2 separate regions of the Gossypium hirsutum genome follow, and region 2 is linked to region 1. Evidence: chromatin contacts called from public Hi-C data. All regions are on one chromosome and are shown on one strand. The core of a region is the stretch at or near the end of the contact, and the rest is flanking DNA. Distances in the headings are between cores, read along the strand shown. Region 1 holds the start of LOC107896739 (serine/threonine-protein kinase PBL27). Region 2 holds the start of LOC107920523 (acyl-CoA-binding domain-containing protein 6).

Evidence for each region. Hi-C and Micro-C count contacts between places; a contact is called where the count stands out from the background.
Region 2: a Hi-C map of hypocotyl shows a contact between it and region 1, with 3 times the contacts expected there. The contact joins the promoter of LOC107920523 here to the promoter of LOC107896739 in region 1. A contact is called at or near these places in 9 of 34 Hi-C or Micro-C datasets (anther, fibers, hypocotyl and 1 more).

Annotation. Positions count from the first base shown.
Region 1 is chrA10:93,879,649-93,883,482 of Gossypium_hirsutum_v2.1, forward strand. LOC107896739 (serine/threonine-protein kinase PBL27) reads right to left here and starts at 1,507. Exons shown (of 5, transcript XM_016822004.2): 1 at 950-1,507; 2 at 1-84. The coding sequence starts at 1,091.
Region 2 is chrA10:94,165,816-94,169,712 of Gossypium_hirsutum_v2.1, forward strand. LOC107920523 (acyl-CoA-binding domain-containing protein 6) reads left to right here and starts at 1,362. Exons shown (of 17, transcript XM_016850270.2): 1 at 1,362-1,771; 2 at 1,876-1,956; 3 at 2,330-2,419; 4 at 2,631-2,712; 5 at 2,954-3,097; 6 at 3,231-3,413; 7 at 3,727-3,793. The coding sequence starts at 2,382. LOC107919524 (monothiol glutaredoxin-S2) reads left to right here and starts at 259. Exons shown (of 1, transcript XM_016848972.2): 1 at 259-908. The coding sequence starts at 374. The coding sequence ends at 682.

The DNA.
Region 1 (3,834 bases), core at 257-2,756:
GTGCTGCAATATTTGCTGTTGGTCCATCTTTAGGTACTGCAGGTTCCTTCTTAGGATCAGAAACACTCCGAGATTTTGATTTGTCTGTTCAAAGAAGTGAATCAGATACATCGGAGAAAATGAAAGGATGACAGTAAACAATAGAACTATTACAATTAAAAGGGAAAAAGAAAAGTTAAAAAGCTGCATTCCAGTAATTGTGGCATAAAGTGAACATAAGCGCTCAATGCAAGTTTAAACTTTCAACCGCAAGAAAACTAAGTCACCTTGAAATAAAGATTGAACCTTTTATAACATTAGAATTGTGTAATATACTTCTTCAATAGAATACCAAGTCCGAGATGAATGTAAACAGTTGTGAATTCATGACTTAGAAACTGCATTTTACATTCTAAAAGGAATATAGGAGACAGTTAAAATGAATTTACTAGCATTTAGTCTATGTTAGCTTAATGATTGTGGATGAACAAGAATTTTAAAGAAAATGAGAAAATCTGCATTCCTAAACCTAAAACCAGACTTACGAACTATGTAGCCTGGATTCTTCATTCTTCTTTGAGTACCCTTTTGCAACACATGGATATGAATATATGACCTCCAAATATATGAAAAAAATTTGTAAATTCTAACCATACTTGTGCAAGAAACATACCTATATTGGGCAGTCACGAAGCCCTTCATCTAAGTAGAATTCAAACTATTTTACCAACAAAAGAATAACTAACTATTAATTCATATAAACACTCAAAGATATATTGATAAACCATCTAAATCGATCAAACACCCTAAAACAACCATTGATGTATCAGATCAAACCACCAACATATTCTAACAGCTAAATGTCATCGAAAACTTGAAAACAAACTCATAAAAAACAGAGATTTCAACATTCTCCAGCTGCTGCATAAAACAGAGTGAAATTTGGGTAAGAAAAAGAAAAACATTTTACCAGAATTAACTCTGTTAACATGATGAGGCTGTCCAACTGAGCTGTCTTTAGTTGAATCCTTTTTGCTCAGTTCTTTCACACTGCCCCCACCATTACTGCCTGCCTTGTTCGATGATCCAAAACAAGGAAAACACCCACCCATAATCAAAACCCAGAATAAAAAAAAAAACCCAAAATTGAATATAATTCTTCAAAATTTACTCCACTTAACCAAATAAAAAGAAAAACCCAGCTCCAAAAATTTCCCCTTAAAGTTACAATCTTTAAAAATCCTTATTTTCCCACTTCAAATCCTGTCTTTATGATCTCAAGTGCCCATTTAAGACAAAGATCGAGACCAAAGTGGCAGATCAACAAATGGAAGAAAGAAAAAGAATCATGGTGTGCAAGAAAATCAGGAAGGTAAAGAGAAAGAAAAGAAAAAATAATTTAATGGGAAGTATAAATTATGCAGTAATTAAGAGATTAGCGGCCATGACTCGTATTATTACTTTTACTTACTTGAGGTTTACCGTTGGTGAGTGTTTGAAAAGGGTAAAAGTAAAACTTATCTCATTCAAATAATCATGATTATTAGACTTAATTTAATAATAGTCATAGCGGTTGGAGGGTCCCACCGTAGAGGATGTGGTTTCCACAATTGTGATGGACATTCTCAACACCAGTTTAAAAAATCAAAAATCGGGGGTCCGCCTGTTTTATTTAAATTGAAAGAAAAAGGATGGGCTAAACCCCGAATCTAAGTATGATTACCTTGATTTTTGTGTTTTAACTTTTTTTGAATTTTGAGTCGTTGGATTTAGGTGGTGATGTCATCATCCTATTTATTTTACTTTTTCAATGGATTCCGGTTTTTACAATTTTTTTTTAATATAAAATCTTAATTTATATTTATATTAATAATATTATTGGTTGAATTGAGTTGAAAAATTTATAAATAAATTTTTTTTTTAGCTTTGGTTCAATTCCTAAATATTTTAGTTTTAATTGTTTTATTTAAATATTTTATTATATAAATAATGTATATAATCAAGTTAGATTCAAATTAGCTGGTAGTACTAACTTAATTAATCAGATATAAAAGCCACACCACATTAGGTTAGTCATTTCATTTAAATAAAACTATATCCATTATTTCTCTCTTTCAACAAAGACGATGTGTAAGTTACCTAATTTCTCCTTTAATTTTTACTCTCTTATTATTATTATTATTATCTGAAACTACGACCTTTTGTTTTCCTTTTTATCCATACTAATAAATAACCTTCCAAAATAACTATTTATCTAAAAAAAACATAGTTTATTTTTAAGAAATTACGTTTAAAATATAACAACTAAAAATTCATTTTTCTAAGAAATATCAAGATTTTAAATCTATGAAAATAACCAGCTTCAACATCACTTCAATTTTATCATTTTAATCAAATTCCACATTTATTTTTTATAATATAATTTTAAGAATTCATGTTTTGGTTAAAATAGTAAAGTTGAAGATTTAAATTCCATGTTTCTTTGATTCAAATCTTATTCTATGTAAAATTTTTTTATTGATTTATAAAAATATAATGTTTAAACATATTGTTAGCCCCTGTATTTGATAACATTTGAGATTTCATACATGTACTTAAAAAGTTAAAAATTAAGTCTTCATGTTTTTATAATTTTAAAATCCTAGTCCAATCATTAACATTGTTAGCATTTTTTTTCAAAACTTTTTCAACTCGGCATATTAATTAGGTTGCCCTCATATGACGTGGTATATGATCAACGAAAAATAAACATATTAGTTTGACAAATTCTTATAGAAGCTATCAACAATAATAATGATCGGACTAAAATTTTTAAATTAAAAAAATAAAATGATAGAATTTTTAACTTTTAAAATTCAGTGACTAAATCTCAAATTCTATAGAAGTATAAGGATTAATAACAAATTTTAACCAAAATATAAAAAGATAAAAAATACACTCATAATAATACAATTTACTTTATGAAAAGATTGAATTTTTAACCATCTCGTAAATAAACTAAGACCCAATTGATGAACAAAATTGACCAATGAAAAACATTTTTTTTTTTGGTACAAGTAACCATTATTGTAATACATATTTATGTTTTTCCTACTCAAATTATACACTAGATTACTTTACATTCTCTAAGTTGATAAATAAATTGGAGAGCTATTTATTTTGGTGTCAAATTTTCAATATTGATAATATTGAGAGTATAAGCGGAGATGAGAAAATGAACTAGTTTCAAATTTTTTATCGCTTATTAACTTTTATAGACATGAGACTTACATAAGCAGTGGCTGAGTTAGGGTGCTTACACGGGCTCGGCTCGACTCCCTCCATGGAGAAATCTTTATCTAATATTTTTATAATTTATAAAATTTTAAATTAATAATGATAAAATAATTTAATTTATTAAAAATAATAAAAATTTAATTTGATTATTTAAAAAATATAAAAATATAAACTATTAAAATAATAAAATTATATTTTTATTATTATAAAAATATATAATTTAATTTCAATCCTCTCAAAAAGAATTTCCTAACTCCGCGCTGTACATAAGTAGACATAAGCCTTCAATTGATAATATTCTATATATGACATTACATTTTGTATTAGATACAACATTCATGTGGAAAAGTTTTGGGTTTTTTAAATTTGTTTCATATTTTTAAATTTATTTTATATATTTATAATATTTTATAGTTTTCAAATAGTTTTTATAATTTTCTATTTTTTTTGTAATTTTACATAATTTTATGTTATTTTAAATCATATATATATTTTAAGCAATTTTTTAGAACTTTTTTGCTATTATATATATTATATATATTTTTATTCGTTTTTAGTAATTTTAATGAGGATATATTA
Region 2 (3,897 bases), core at 112-2,611, 290 kb after region 1:
TGAATAAAACGATGAAAGTTGGTAAAAATTATAACGTTTCACCGTACAAAGGACACCAATTCCGTATGCAAAGAAAGATTCGTGATGCTGCTCTATCCTTCTTTTTTGTTCAGCATTTGATCGCTTTATTTTATGATCTAATCGAACAATTTTCTGATGCTTTCCTTTTATTTTTTCATTTTCATTTCCAACAAAAAAGGGAAACTTGCTTTCTTGCCGACTAAACACCACCAGATTCCTCAAAAACCCTATATAAACCAGTGGGTGTTGAGCATTCAAAGCACTTCACAATCTCAACAACAGCTATACATTTAGCCTCTCACTTGCAAAACCCGTCCTAACTTTTGGCATTGTTTTCCGCATAGTATATCAAATGGAGAGAGTGACAAAGTTGGCATCCGAGAAGCCAGTGGTGATCTTCAGCAAGAGTTCGTGTTGCATGTCCCACACCATCAAAACCCTTTTCTACGACTTTGGTGTCAACCCTGCGGTTCACGAACTCGATGAGATTTCTAGAGGACGTGAAATCGAACAAACTCTTTCGAGGCTCGGTTGCAACCCTTCTGTTCCAGCCGTCTTCATTGGTGGAGAATTCGTTGGTGGAGCTAATGAGGTCATGAGTCTTCATCTTAATCGAGCCTTAATTCCAATGCTTAGAAGAGTAGGGGCACTTTGGGTTTAATTCAAAAATTAATCCACTAACTTGCATGCCAAGGCACTAATAAAATTGTGATTATTATATATTATTATATATAATCACATAAATTAGATCCATGAGAGTGTAGATTTCAGGTCTAATTAACAGTGAGCACTACTAATTAACGAGTTCTCTTAGTGAGTGGGTATGTTATCTTTTTGGTAATGTACTAATTATGTTTTTGAGTAATAAAAGTTGCGATTTACATTTACATTAATCTTTTTTTTTTCTAACAAACGGTAAAGAATCCTTTGAAAATTGAGAGAATTTTAAAAAATATATTAAATTTAAAAAATTGACTTGAAAAAAATTAGATTAATTTAAATATAGATTAGACTTGGATTAAAATAATCAAGGCTCGAGTCTAGCCCAACTCATTTTTCTAACTTTGTAATATATACTACTTTAATATAAACATTTAAAAAATGTTATGATATCTATATATAAAATTTTATAAATAAAAAAATAAAAAATACTAAATACTAAATTAAAAACAATATAAATATATTTTTTAAAGTTAAAAATAATGAATAAATTTGGATTAACAATTTATTATATAAGTAGACTTGAAAAAATTTTAAGTTCACAAATATAAAATAAAGAGCATTAATATTTGTAGCGAAAATTTGTGAAAATAATACTTGGGAGTTGCTACCATGCATATAAATGGGCATTTCGAAAAAGATAAATGGATTTGGGTTGCAAAATTTTTGGAGTAAATGGGCCAGGATTGATAATGTATTGTTGTAAAGTATAGAGAGAAGATGGTACAGTGTGATGAAAAGTTATAGCAGGCAGAGGCAGTGATGGCAGCGGCACGCAATTCCCGAGAGAGATGGATCCTTTGTAATGGAGCCCACTGCCGCTCGCCATTAAATGCCTCGAGGCTCGACCATCAAAGCTTTACACTAAACAACAAAACTACACGTATTTTTTTAACATGGTCTCGTTATTTTTGCCATCTTTTTTGACACAGAAACTTATTCAAATTTCCCATGTTATTTCTCACTCTTCCTTAGTCACCCGCATGGAAATAGTAAAAACTGGAAAAGAAAATGGGTGGTTGGAATGAAAGTAAGTTCTTTTGTTTCCATTTTAATTGTAATTTAAGTTTTTATTACATAGTTTTAGTTTTCTTTGTATTAAGCTAAGTAGCTAGCTACCACTATTATCTGTAGGTTGTTAGAGGGACCTTCCAAAGCAAATCTTGGCAAAGGATCTCATAAATCAAACAAAACACAACAGGACAAGACGACCCGGTACTTTGTCTTTCTCTCTCTATCATCACTATTTGCAGAAGTACAGTTCACTTCTTCAATGTGCACCTTCTTAGTGTTCTTTCACACTCCCAAGCTAATGCTTCAACTACTTTCTTCCTCATCTACCTTCATTTCCTCAATGGCCAATTAATTTTATTTCATTTTCCTTTTTTTTATTCTCAAACAGCTCAAGTCCAAGTTTAAAGGTCAAACCTTTTTGTCTCTGGTTTAACATATGACCCGATTGTACTTTGTTTTTATTTGAAAAAAAAATAAAAAAACAGAACTTTGATAAAGGAAGTGTTAGGCTTTTTTGTTGTTTTACGCTGTTTCCTTGATGATAATGTAGCTTCATTTTTTGTGGAAATTTTAGGGCTTTATTTCCTGGTTTTTGATTGAAAGAGTTTTGCTTTGCTTTGGTGAAAATGTTTAGCTTTTCTCGTAGACGCATGAAGCTTGGCAGGTCAGTTTCTTCTTCCCATATATATCATTTTCTATTTTTTATTAAAATTTATGTTCTTTTTACCTTTATGTCAATAAAGAAACTTGGTGGATAAAGGATGCAAACTTGATTAAATATTTCCCCAAATCCCACATCTTTTGTTTTCATGAAGAAGACCTCTTGTTGCTGAACATTGTTCACTTATTTTTAGTATATTTTTGTGTTGATTTAGAGTGAAGAAAGTACAGCTTTCAGAGTCCGCCAATGGAATTAAAAGTCCTACGAGACCGCCCAAACAAAGCAACAATTCAAATGTGAGGCTTTTGACATGTTTGAATTTCTGTTTTGTAACAGTCGGCATGTGTATAATATATTACTCGGTCTCGGTGTGTTGGATATGGCTATGCATACATTATCGTATGGTTAGATTTTTCTATGTTTTTTCATATATTTGGAGTTCATCTCCCCATGCCTCCAATATGAGTACTTAAAGAAAATGAAGAGTCCAAGGAACATAGCGTGTATAAGTTGCTAAAGCCTTCAAATGTGTTTCAGGTTGAGTCTGCTATGCTTGCTGTTAATCATTCTGATGAACTTGAATCCCACTGTCCTCCTGCCCCTGTTATTAATTCATCAGGGAACTCCGAGAATTGGATGGTATTGTCAGTTGCTGGAGAAACGCCTGTGCCACGCTTTAATGTAATATATATATATGTATATCGATGTTTTCCATTTGTCTGATTGCTTCATATCTTAGGGTTAATGACTTAATTCAAATTTTGTATATCGGATATGACGGAAATGCTGAAATATTTTTGTGTTCCTTGAGTAGCATGCTGCCACTGTTGTCGGGAACAAGATGATAGTGGTTGGTGGTGAATCTGCAAACGGATTGTTAGATGATGTGCAGGTTCTTAATTTCGACACTTTTTCTTGGACCATGGCATCATCGAAGCTTTACTTGTCGCCAAGCAATCTTCCACTTAAGATTCCTTCATGCAAGGGCCATAGTCTGGTACAATCATATGCGGTGCATTAGGTTTTTCCATTATGTTGCATTCTCTTTGCTTTGCATACTATATAAACTAGCCAAACTGTTGTTCATCTATGCTTGTTAGCTATGATATTAAGTGACCCTGTGTACTGCCACCTCCGTGTCTGCTATTTAGACTTGATTTCAATCTTATTCTTGTAATTTAATGATTTGGTTACTTTGTTTGTGCTACTTTATAGTATCATAGTGCTGGTTCATGTTATTTCTAATGAGTGGGATGCAATGTATTAGGAGTACTGATATTCTTGAGCTTTTTCGTTTTATCCTTACCCAGGTTTCATGGGGGAAAAAGGCCCTCCTGGTTGGAGGCCGAACTGACCCTGCAAATGACAAAGTTTCAGGTTTTGAATTACAGTCTTTTATGGTCTTGTATTGTCTTTCTGTTTCCATACATGATGTTGTACGTTTTTGGTTCTCAAATTTGGCTTTTTTTTTTTTTTTTTTT